2 separate regions of the Arabidopsis thaliana genome follow, and region 2 is linked to region 1. Evidence: chromatin contacts called from public capture Hi-C data. All regions are on one chromosome and are shown on one strand. The core of a region is the stretch at or near the end of the contact, and the rest is flanking DNA. Distances in the headings are between cores, read along the strand shown.

Region 1 (6,355 bases), core at 502-3,001:
AAAGGCAGACCTTCCTGTGTATAGAAACCATTCTCCATGATCCTCATCATCCTTATAACCTCCAGAGAGTGCTACAGATTGAGCGCCATAAGTAGATTGTCCAGCAATGCCAGCAACATGTGGGAAATGAGCACCCCACTGCCTACACTCGAGTCTGTCCTCCCAGGATTCTCCAACCAAAAGACCTTGGTTCCTGACAGGGTCATTTTCAGCTGGAATAGGACCAAAATGATCTGGTGGTATTGTAACATAAATCTTTCCACTAGCAGCGTTTGCCTTGCCAGTTTTCTTTGCACGCTCGGTTGTAAATGCTTTATCTGGTCGGTCTTGGTTGCTGATGAAATGAAAGACCTTTGAAGTGGTCGCAGCAGCACTTTTAGAGACTTTTGCTAATCGAATGGCAGCAACAAGAGACGAGTTGATACGGGGATTCTTAGCCATTTTTTCAGGAATTATGCTGCGGCATTTACCACAAGTTCTCTTTCCCTGCCCCATCCATTTCTCAAAACATTTTAAGCAAGCGTTGTGCCCACATGGTTTCTGAAAAACAAACACACAAGATTTCCATCAGCCCAAGATAAATAGTCTCCATCTTCATCAATAATCCTTACTTTGAAAAGAGGTACAGTACACACCATATTAAATACTCATAAAAAGCAACGTTTATGGTTTCATAAAATAGATCAACCATCCACATACCAATCCTAACAATTTTCAACAACACAATAGATTACTCAAACTAAATAATCCAACCCAATAACAGGATAACTCAACAACAATGAACTATAAATGTAGGTAACATTGACACATTCTGTCACAAATGGTAAAGATCAATGAAGTCAAAGCCTTTGTAAAACAGTTAAAGGAACCATTTATGATGTCAATAAAGTTTATGCCTTTGTATCACGCAGCTTTAGTGTTCTATGTCACAAGCTCAAATCAGTAAACCAAGTGGATAATAAACAATCACACCCCACTTAAGAAGACACCCTAAATAAGATTCCAGGTTTAACAGATTCACCAAAAGAGATCTATCAACAAAGCATAAGAACAAAGAGAACGAACCGTCACAGGTCTCTCAGGCAACTGCATACAGAAAGAACACATCAAGTTATCTCCAAGAGCAGATAACACATCCAGATTCGGATTCTTCCCTTTCCCCTTCTTCTTCCTCTTCTCTTCTTCATCATCCTCCTCAACACCTTTACCACTCAGTAACCGTTGCCTCATCTTAGCTTTCTCTTCAGTACTCAACGACTCATCAGCCTCAATCGCACGAATCGCAGCTACAAGATCTGACCCAGCAGATTCGAAACCAGTAGCACCGCCGGAAACAGGAAGAGGATCGATTTCGCCGGAGCAATCAGGACAATGCCACTGTAGAGTGGAAGCTAGGGTTTTGGGAGGTGAAGAGAGACAGGACACGTGCCACGGTGTAACGCACGTGCCGCAAGTGAGAGATTCTTCAGGCGGAGGGTTGGATTTGCATCGCATGCATACGCCGTCGCCGTCGCAGGGGAGTTGGATGTCACGCGCCATTTTTGGGGGAAAAAAGATCAGAGAGTGAGAAAATGGTGTTTCCGAGATTTTGAGAGATGGAGAGAGAGGAAGGTTCTAGAGAATTGGGAATAAAAAGAGTGGGAAACGAAATACTGAAGAGGCGGGTGTTTGAAATATTTTGGGAAAGGACGAGAGCGTCTTTGAAATTCAAAACGATACCCAAAAGATTTTTTTGGCTATGTGTTGTCTTGTCACTAGGTTTTTTTTTTTAATATCATCATATCAAGGTCAGAAATATTTTCGGAAATCTGATTATTACATATTTGCCATTGTCGGAATAATATCATTCATTTATTAATTAGGTAATGATTTTTAAAAATTCGGGATTAAAATTGTTCATCTAATTTTATGAAGAATTATTTATTAGTCACTAATTTGATGTTCAACAGAAACTAATATCAACCTTCTTTTTAAAATTTATTATTTTGAAATTGTAAATGGTTTATATCGATTTGCAAAAACTATTTTGATGGTATACAATGTTGCATTACAAGATCTTGGTAAATGGTTCACAACACCGTTTACCAGCAAAATACATATAATATTTTTTTATTTGTTTTTAAAGATTTTAGATAATGAAACATTTCATGTGTTATAAACACGTTATCCGTGATAGCTCTCTTAGTAACAAATGTAGGTAATATACACGGTTATAACGGTTATAACAGTGAATAATGATAACGATAATGGTGACTTGGTAGTGGACATGACTGTGTAATAATATAGGTGATAGCTGTTAGAATAGAATAGAAATACAAGAAAAAAAAAAACACATTAAGAAAAAAAGAAAAAGACAAGAAATCAGATTAAACAAATTCAACATAAATGTACATATATATTAGATTCACAAAATAGAATGATACAAAGTTACAAGTAAAATACAGCTATCTTAAGCACTATTTTACTTGTAATGTCTGACTAATGTCTTGACAAGAGTGCTTAAGTAATATTTCTGGTCCAGTAACCGACGGTAGTAGTGATTGCTGTGTACGGTCAGATGCTGATCATTTGGTAGTTTCCACCATGTTTTCTACCAGTACTTAGAATGATAAAATAATAAACTATGCCGCCAAAACGTATAGAAGAAGAAAGATAACGTGATGGGCAAGTTCTATATTTGGATATGATCGGATCTTATTGGTTTGATGATGCTATTCTCAATTTGATTTTTGTTTTATTTGGACCTTTGGCCTACTTTGAATAATAAATAATATTTATTATAACAGAAGCAAATTTATGACAATAACCCTGCACTTAATTATTCTTATAACTTATTTTTGAAATCAAATTTTACTAGATCGTGCTATGAGTAGCATTTAAAATCAGTATAACAGTACTCGATTTGTAAGAAATTCCTTAGAATATCCCTTGGAGCTGAAGAAATAATCAACATCTTTGTAAGTCAAATATTTATCTCCACACGAGTTTAATTTGTGTTGGCAATTTATGTCTACCACTAATTATGTGATTTTTGTTTGTCCCCTCTTTATGAGACGTGGTGAATAGTGAGCATAATACCTGAAAGTGAACGAGAAACGTCATCAAAAGCGACCAAAATATATAACCAAACGCTCACTTTATTCCTACTGATCAATGTATAACAAAAAAACAAAACCACCACGCTAACTTTTAATTATACTTATATTCATTAATTTTCAATAATTCACTATCTCTAGAAATCGAACCCCAACCTATATATATTGTAAAAGAACTTACACAACTCTTCTAGGTTAGTTTAAAATTCAAATTGATTTGCAATGTAGAATTTTCAACATTAGAGTTTTAGTATGAAGAAGTTTTGAGTACAACTGATTTCGCCTCATTAGTTGATTACAAATCATCATAATAATAACTGACATATCATCATTTAGGTCATATTCTTATTATTTATTCATTAAATACCAATACTATGTGTTCTCAAGCTAGCTTCTTGTTTCTTGCATCTTCCGAAGGTCGTTAAAGTTTATGGTACACACTTTGTACTTGCTATGTATATTATTAACATCGTTTTCAACTATTAAACTGAGCGGATGATATATGTAAGAGTGCGCGACACATTTCATGTAGTTCATGCGAACGTGGTCTTCCAAACATTTATTATAATGTTTTGTGATTTAATTAATAGAAAAAAAAATTAGCGGAGAACACAACGACATACAACCTTACTTATAACTTATAAATAGACTCTCAAGCCTTTATTAATCTTGATTAGAATCCTCTAGTAATCTTGAACATTCTAATCGTTATTTCTGACTAGAAAAACCTAATTTCGAGTCGAACCAAATAAACAACTTCTTTCCTCCCACGGACAACAATTAGGGTTTCAAGTTTTTTCTTGCCATCTCTATAGTATAAACAAATCAGTCTTACAACATGACAATTTCCATGGTGGCCATTTCTCATATCATCCAGCCTTCGCTGATGCAGTTGCAACCTCGAGTGTTCATCAATTTCCGAGGAGAGGACATTCGCTATGGCTTCATCAGCCACCTCGTTGCTGCCTTTGAAGTACACGGAATATATTTCTTCATTGACAAATACGAACAAAGGGGAAATGACCTTACGTACCTCTTCAAAAGGATCGAGGAGTCGAAGATCGTACTAGCAATCTTTTCTGGGAAATATGCACAATCCAAATGGTGCTTGAATGAACTAGCAACGGTGAAGAAACTAGCAGAAGAAAACAAATTAAAAGTTATTCCCATATTCTACAAGGTGAAAGTTGGTGATGTGAGACGTCAGAAGGGAGAATTTGGTCGTAACTTTTGGAATTTGGCAAGAATTTCAAGTGGTGAGGAGATCAAGCAGTGGAAGGAAGCTTTGGAGTTCGTTTCCCACAAGATGGGCTTAGAACTATGCGAAAACAGGTCTTCTACGTGACCTTCAACTCTTTTTATATATTAATCGTGCTATGTTACTTAGGATTATTCTCTTTTAATTTTAGTTAGATTTGTTAAGAACATATAATTAATAGATAGTAAGTATATTATAAATCTATTAAACATTAAAATCTGATTTTATTTCTTTGATCTTGTATTAAGCGAGTCAATAACATTTATTTATACATATTTTATTTAGAAAAAGCAGATATATTTTATTTTGATTCGCTTTGTACTTTAAAATTCTTATAAGTTATAAGATATCACCAAACTTAACACATTTGACATACATATAAATAAACAAAATACATAAATATAATTAATTAGAAATACATTTACTTGAATCCGATATGGTAAGGACCCGTGAAAATCATTTTCATCTGCATTCTTGATGCACTAGGTTGACCATTATTTTGTTTTACTAAGAATATATCTAAATGACATTTTATTTTTGATTGAAATATGTAATGTGTCCAAAATACTCTACATTCACTCGTTTTCACTTGGAAAAATATTTTATTTTATTTTAACAAGAGAAACAAATGTTTTGTCAACTTCTTAATTATGGCATTTTTTATTGACCAAAATGGTAGAAATTCATTCTTATTTCAGTATGACGTATGTTTTCTATTGTCATAGAATGCAAATAGTCCCTGATAACTCACACACATAACCATCAAAACTGTGTGAAGGATGACTGGATAAGTCATGCTTTACATTGAAACGATACACAAATTTCTTTTCACCAAAATTCTGTAATTTTTGTTTTTCTTAGAGAAGTTATTTTTGTTAGGAAAAGAGTTATTAGTAAGTTTTCACCAAATGTTTTTTTTTTTTTTTTTACATGAAAGTTTTCAGACGATTGATGGAACTAGGTTTTAATCACATAAATGTTTATGTCTTTAAAGACGAGAGAATGGAAGACGAAATTAGTGAGACAAACGTAAAAACTCTTGAAAGATTTTCTCTATATATATACGTGCAAAAAACCTTCATAAACTGTGGAGATCATCATGTTTATACAATGGTGATGTTGCATTTGTTCAACTTAAAATCCAATTTCACATTAAAACCAAAAACAAAAAATCCAATTAACAATCGAGAAATCACAGAACTATACTTTGTTTCTGTCTGATTCCCGTTTGGATGGCGATACAAGCCAAAGAAACAACCAGGATTAACTCTTGAAAGCCACAAGCAAACAAATTGCAATATAAAGAAAAAGGGACTTACCGGCGTTTCTTGGGACCGTGAACATGACGAGCTCAAGAACATGCACCTAGCTAACGAACACCATATATTTAGCTTTTCAATTCACCTCCATTTCTGAAAACAATATTACAACCGTTTTAGATTTTAAATAGATTAAAAATTCCCCAAGAACATGGTACGCATAAACATTTAGACTTATTATGTATTATGAAATATTTAAGATAGTTTATTATCTTAAAAAAAATATAATTCTTATTCGTTATTGAACAAGTAATATATCCTATGAAATTCTAACATCACACCGTCAGTAATTTACCGTTCAATAAGATACGACTAAAAATTTTCTTCTTAAAATATTAAAATTACTTTTGGGTATATCATATACCAAGTAAACTTGGTTATGCCTACCATGTTGGGGGGGGGGGGGGGGGGGGGGGCTCAATCGCTATGTGTTTTCTTGGTTTTGTTGTGCTTAATCCAGATTTTGGTCTCCACAGTTCCTTTCAAAACCTCTACATTGATTGAATTTATTTTCATATATTGCTATGAACAAGTAAAATTTTGTTTTATCTTTTGAAATCGCTTGTGATTGCGTTTACTTATATTCTCGATTATCATCAACAGATATAAATTAGATAGGCAAAAACATTGAATCAGCGTGCATAAGATTTTCTGTTTTTTTTTAACAACTTTTTGTTAAAAGT
Region 2 (6,813 bases), core at 1,592-4,091, 85 kb after region 1:
CAAATATCTCATGACATGCTGCACCAAGTTAAATGATTGACTGATTCATTACTAAAGATTAAACTTAACCAAGATCAGATATCTCTTGCTTGAGCTTGCGAATGGCTAGGCCTGCTTGCTCCTGTCCTCTTTTATCACGCTTCTCCTTTGCTTTTATAGCATCTGATCTTGCCGAATAGTATTCTTTGGCAATCACATCGAATGGCCTTGGACCAGAGACCTAGTATGATTTTTGAAATCAAGATATCACAGCAGAGAGAGACATAAAACCAGGAAAACAAGACCAATATGGTATTGTACAACTAATTTGACTGAAGTTTGCAATTTCACATAATCATCATAAACAAATGAAGAAAAGTTCCACTTCTACCAAATGGGAAAGAAAATATATTGATAGCAGGTAGCCACAAAGACTCCAAAAATTGAACCAAATATCTTACTAAACCTCTGCCATAATGGATACGCTTAAGGTAATCCTTTTTTCAGAAAAAACAACAATTCATTAAACAAATTCAAGAGCTTCCAGATATTCATAGTTCTGTAAAGGTCTAAAAAACATGAGGAATATTTACCCTTGAGCAACATGCATGAAAGCTAATATACAAGGACATTGCAAAAGTGTAACCACATAAACATCCATCTTGGAACTGGTCTCACTAAGTAGTCTACCATATTCCATTTTGTTTCGATAATGGAAACAAGCTGAATTACCTTATTTCTGGGGTCAATACCATCTACTTCATCTTCCCAACATTCCAATTCTTCCTGCAAATTTAATTCAATGAGAAAATTCATCCATGAACTAAATTTTGCTTTGAATTGCGCTTCCGGATCATTTTTCTAACTCTGCTTAAGACGTTGTGGCTAGAACCAAAATGTATGAAGCTTTCACAAAGTGATTAATCATTAAAGCATTCTATATGAGTACCTCTTCCTGTCTCATCATATACTGCCGAATCCAATCAGCTTGAGATGACTTGTCAGAACTAAGAGTATCTTCTTCATCTTGCTTTCCCTTCACACGAACAAAAACTGCAGGTTCCTCTTCCTCTACCCTGACTGAAGAGTCAGTAGAATCATTCCAATCGTCCCGTGAGGTCGATATCACACCCACAGAACCTCCTACAACCCCAATAGGAAGGTACAGGCATCAATACACGAGAAGTACAATCATTTACGTGAAGGCAATGTTATGTACATACCTGTGGAAGGAAAACGAGAAGCTCCAGTAGAAAACTTCACAGGCAACTCATGACTCGGCAAATTCAAACAAAGCCAATCAAGTGCAGCCTCAAACGTAGCTCCATCCTTAAACACAAACATACACATTGTATCAGGAATAGCTTGAAGAAGCTAAACATTTTTCAAAATGAAATCGAAATTAAATTCAAACAAAGGCGAGAGAGTTATACTCTAAGAGAGGAGAGAGCGAGTTCAATCTGATCATCAACGAAACCTTCGCAAGAGAGCTTCTCATAGACATTATTGAGTTTCTTTGTCTTTTGAGCTTTGGAGAGAGAATTACTGATTGGAGCTGGAATCGAAGGACCGGAGCGGCCAGAGTTGAGTAAGAGCCGCCGCAAACGATCCTCGTTCTCCGCTGATATCTGAAGCTTAGGACCTGAAGAAGGTTTCTGATAATTCGATTTCGACGATGAAGAAGACGAAGCAGCTTTGTTGCTTTGCTTCTGAGGTTTCTTCTTCGGAGCCATTCTCTTCCGACTAGCCTCCTCTCGTCTCGTCCGATCAAAAAAACGGAACCTGAAAGTCGGAGAAGAATATTAAATTTTGGGCCTCATGAGCTTTATTCTTAAAGCCCAAATGTTGTTATTTGTTTATTTTCTCCCAAATATTGTTCCTCTTTGCCGACCAAAATCCAACCGAACTATCTTTTTATACCGAATTTTGAGAAACCGAATCCGAACCAAACTAATCAACCAAAATTCACTAAAAAGGTCAAAAACCCCAATGTATTTCTATAAAAAAAAATATAGAGAAAAAAAAATAAATATATTAACATGTATATAATAAGTTGTTGTTGTTGTTTTTTTTTCCCAAATCCGAAGCTGATATTCAGTTTTGAATAAACTCAGTTTTCAAAATTTAAAAACTAATCCAATGTTATTTAATCATGGATTTTTAAAACATTTCAAGTAATTTGTGTTAAAATATCAAATCCTCTGTTATTCAATCATTGATTTTAAAATTTCTAATGAAATCCAATATTTATTGAACTAGTGATTTGAAAATCTACTTTAAAATCTCATGTTATTGAAAACATTTTAAGGATTGGATTTTTAGTAATTTTAAGAGACTTTAGTGAATTTTAGTGGATTCCTTAGTTTAAATACAAAAATTTAAATCTCATAGTTTTGTTTTTTTGTAGGCAAATCTCATAGTTTTAAGTGGGATTTGAGAGGATTTTGATTTTATATTTGAGTTAATTTGGGTTTTATATGTTTTTTATATAACAAATTGTTGTTTTGTTGGAAACTTTCAGGTGGAGTTAGTTGAGGAGAGGCCTCTGTTTTTTTTATTGTCTTCTTTAGTCTCTTTGGTATTTTGGTTTGTCTTCTCTTGTTTGTGAGATTTTAAACATTGTCTACAAAATGACACTTTTTAAGTTTAAAATTATAATTGGTCATGCAGTTAGAAGTTTATACTTTTAACGAATACTGACGTTGTAAAGAGATTTGGACAAGACTTAAAACTGATTTAAGTAAACAAAAAGTAGTTGGCAAGTCAACTTTTAAGGGACTTGGTATGGTCTTGACTTCACCTTGACACAACAGTCATCTAGTCTCTGCCTATAATATGCTGTAAAAGCAAAGAAACCAAACCGATTCCACCCAACAAACCAGCAATACCAAATACAATACATTCTTCTCTATCTATAGTTCCTCCATGGATATAGAAGAGATGGAAGGAAATAATCAAGTGGAGGAACATCATGTCGACACTTCTCGTCCTTTTAGCTCTGTTAAAGAAGCTGTTGCCATATTTGGCCAACGGATTATGCTACCGGTACAAACTCATACCATGAACTCTAAATCGGCAAGTCCTATTGCTGCTAGTCGTAGCATCAACCAGAACGCTAAACCAAGAAGCCCTGGACTCAGCCAGACCGTTAAATTGGTAATTCCTACTGCTAGTCCTAGCATCAGCCAGACTGCTAAATTGGTAAGTCCTATTGCTAGTCCTAGCATAAGCCAGACCGCTTCTTCATCTTCTTCTCCATGGAAGCAACGCTCCTTGTTGCCCCCTTCTCCTCAAGGTCCAAAAGAAGAGATCATGGATGTGTTGAAGAAGCTTGAAGCCGAGATAACGGAAACAAAGACAGAGGTGAAGATGTTGAAGGAGAGAGAATCAGAGACAGAGGTTGCTTTGGCTACTTTAAACGCAGAGCTACATAAGAACAAGTCAAAGATAGCGAAAGCCGAAGCTGATGCTGCAGGGAAGAGCGCGGCAGCCATGACGAAATCAGTTAGCTTCAAGGACACAAAAGAGAAGGAAAATGGAGAGGACCAGAGGAGGAAAGAGCTGATGAGGAAGATGCAGAAGGAGTATCCTTCATTGGCTCAGATACTTGACAGTAACAAAGGAAACAGAGATGGGTATTTTGCGAACACTAAGAAGACGAAGAAGAAGAAGAAACCTATCATTCCTCTTGTGGGAGATTTCTTCTTCTTCAAGAAGAAAGGTTCTTCGCCTGAAATATCTGGACCTCTTTACACTACCTCTTCCACCCTGCACTTTTAACTGATATACCCAAGATCATGTACCCTGCAAGTGTATATATATGTATATGTATGTATGCACATCAATATTCGTAATATCTATGTATGTATGTGTTTTCGTGTGAGTGTGTTTGTGTGTGAGCGTATTCTTTATTTGTTTGTCTCTTTCTCTCTTTGTTTGGATTTTGAGTCCAAACCATCAGCGTGTGTTCCCCCTCTACTGTAACAATTACCTGTCAACTATCAGATTGTGAATATACAATGTTACTCTACTATTAGCACTGATTAGATACACAATCCAAAGATTAACTTCTATATTCGTAGACAAAGATAAAGTGTGTGATTATACAAAGTTAGGAAGTCAGTACGAAAAAGGCCAAGTGAGCATACCTTTCTAGAGACAGGTAACTCGCAACACCGAGCCCGTGTGAGCAAAAGGAATTGGTTTCTGGAACCAAAACCCCCGCCAGGTTAGCAAAAACACAGAACAACAAGTGATAACTATTAACAAATGAGTTCTGCAAAGATGTATTATTAAAAAAAGGCTTGTTTTTATTGTTCCAACGGGATTAACAACAACGAATAGGATCCATACAGAAAAGAGATGTAAAAATTACAACAGCACGGAGGACGACGACTGCAGCAGAAAAGGGAAAGAAAAAAAAAAAAGAGACACGCAAAGGTACCAAAAAACTCAGAGATTTACACCAAAGAGTCTTCTTAAAACTTGTTCAGCATATGCATCTTCCTTACCAAAGCATTTAAATCCCGAGGTTTCTCAGGAGCTGACCCCATCTTGGAGTATCCTCATCAAAAATGTAGGTCAAAGGTGAAACTAATACCCCACTGCCTCCGGCCTGCAATAACATTTATGAAAATGACCAAACCAAAAGAGGGAACGATAAACACAGATTTATGTGGAACGTGGTTGGTGCAAAAGTAGAAAGAGGATCAATAAGTTTTAAAGATCGGGTGGGAGTAAGATAATTGAGAAAAAAATGGCAGGGATTACTAAGAGAGAAATGGCAGGGATTACTAACCGCTCTAAGTTGCTTCACAGAGTCGTATAGGGCCTTTTTTGGTACACAAATCACGATGGCATAGTAGTCAACCGATACTTTTCCATTTTGTGTACAGTACACTGGGCTTATTGTCGGTCCCTGCTTGTTATAGACCCCATAAACAATCAGCAAGAACTAAAAAGCTAAGGCTTAAGAACTCCCACATTCTGAAACATTACCTGCAATCCTGACAATGATGGTTGGCTCAGCACACGCTCAGCCACTTCCTGAGCACTATTTCCTCTCATGTTTGCAACAACCTGAAATGAAATTATTAGAGAAAAGAAAGCGAAAGGGGTGAATAAGGAAAACACATCATGGAACCAAGTGCGTACAGTGAATTGGCCATCCGCCTTTAGATGGGCCTCCAATCTCTCAAGAATCTCGTGTACTGTGTTTAGTGCCCCTTTTCTCTCGTTTAATGCTCTTCTACTTGCCACAAGTGCCGCCTGAAATTACAAAGAAAAAAAAAATGTTCAGGAATGATGGCCGCCAACAGATTCTAAACAGACAGTTCATGGATCCAAGAACTTCACATCACCTGGCTTTCCAGCACAACACCTCCTTCAATTTCTTTCAAGTTGTTCTCTTTGAGTGTTATACCACTACTCACAAGATCCAAAATGGCATCAGCTATCCCCATCTAATTAACAAGCACATATGAGTCAACAGATTATGCTGGTAAGGCACAGTAAGATATGAAATCAGGACACTACAAGCTGACAACATTATCCTCCACAGAGCATATCAGTTTAACACTTGTTTTTAGAAAAGAATACAAGCAACTTAATGCCAAATGTTAAGCTTTTCGTTGAAAATCTCACCGCTGGAGCTGCCTCCAGTGCTCCGTCTGCAGTTGAAAACACCACATGCTTTATGCCATTTTCTTTCATAAATTTGGGGCCGAGCTGCAAAAACCAGTTGAATCATTCCCAAATATTATGTTGAAGCGAAATGGACTCTGAGAGAAATTAGATGACAACAGCGCACCAAAGAAGAATCTGTAACTCATCATACATAAGTGAAGCCAGTAGCTAAGCGTAAGGGTCTCTCTTCACTCCATTGGGGCATTTGCGCTAGCTCCTTCAGAGAATTTATATTCTCAAATATCCCATAGTTTGGAATCTGTGACCATTTGAGATACAATCAGAAAACCATCCACGGTAATGACCTGAGGACCTTAACCACAATAGATTAAAGCATACCGCAATAGACAGGTGACAGTCTCCAAAGTTGAGAGCTTCATGGACAATGATAAGATCTTCATTTTCCTAGAAAGAAAATTCAAACATCTAAATTATGATGCAAGGGGGCTTATCAGAGACAATCAAAGGGAAACTTTAAATTTTAAACACTATACGCTAAAGCAACAATATGGCATACTAATGATGAGAGAATAAAAGTAAACTGGTTCCAGCATAATGATAATGATAAAAATCACCACTGCTAATTCCAGCATCCTGAACATGATATCAAAGCTCTTCAAAAGAATATTTTTATGATCATCACTTACCTGACCATATTCACTAAGTGTGTCAAGACCAACGATACCTAGATCCAAATCTCCTGAGAGTAACTTTCTGACAATATCTTTTGGCCGTTGAAACCAGACTTCAGTGTTTGGTAACTGAAGGACATACAAAAATACCAACATAAGTCATGGTACACAAAACCACAAAACACACTATGGTTTTGAATTCGCTTGGAAACGATACCTGGGGAATCTGTGCAACATATTGCCTAGGATTGACTTGTTTAACAAACAGTTGACAGTCCTTCATAAAAGAAACCACAAATGAGAAAAGTCAAATCAAGCCATGAGATAACAATTCACTCAAAAGTAAGGGAAAAAAACATGTCAGTGAGTAAAAGAGTTCAAATGAAGCTTTGGCAACTATTCAAGAAAGCGATCATCAAACGCAAACAACACTTCACATGCCTAGGATTCAAATCAAACCAATTTATATCAGTTAAAGATCCCAACTTGCTCCAACTAATTAACCAAAACTTAACAC

What was found. Capture Hi-C pulls out chosen DNA fragments and counts their contacts.
Region 2: a capture Hi-C map of seedling shows a contact between it and region 1, with 1.9 times the contacts expected there. A contact is called at or near these places in 2 of 3 other capture datasets (seedling and shoot).

The regions. Positions count from the first base shown.
Region 1 is chr1:21,416,364-21,422,718 of TAIR10.1, forward strand. It overlaps VIM1 (Zinc finger (C3HC4-type RING finger) family protein), which reads right to left and starts at 1,752. Exons shown (of 10, transcript NM_001333806.1): 1 at 1,066-1,752; 2 at 11-540. The coding sequence starts at 1,539. AT1G57830 (Toll-Interleukin-Resistance (TIR) domain family protein) reads left to right here and starts at 3,881. Exons shown (of 1, transcript NM_104577.2): 1 at 3,881-4,440. The coding sequence starts at 3,934. The coding sequence ends at 4,440. It overlaps AT1G08183 (a long non-coding RNA gene), which reads right to left and starts at 5,649. Exons shown (of 1, transcript NR_139387.1): 1 at 5,344-5,649. It also overlaps AT1G57835.
Region 2 is chr1:21,500,064-21,506,876 of TAIR10.1, forward strand. It overlaps AT1G58070 (WEB family protein), which reads left to right and starts at 2,842. Exons shown (of 1, transcript NM_104589.4): 1 at 2,842-4,015. The coding sequence starts at 2,905. The coding sequence ends at 3,759. It overlaps AT1G58060 (RNA helicase family protein), which reads right to left and starts at 1,827. Exons shown (of 34, transcript NM_104588.4): 1 at 1,413-1,827; 2 at 1,203-1,308; 3 at 929-1,122; 4 at 712-765; 5 at 70-220. The coding sequence starts at 1,712. ATP-PRT1 (ATP phosphoribosyl transferase 1) reads right to left here. Exons shown (of 11, transcript NM_104590.4): 2 at 6,514-6,573; 3 at 6,312-6,425; 4 at 6,004-6,069; 5 at 5,816-5,923; 6 at 5,623-5,706; 7 at 5,340-5,441; 8 at 5,134-5,247; 9 at 4,978-5,058; 10 at 4,778-4,897; 11 at 4,251-4,594. The coding sequence ends at 4,499.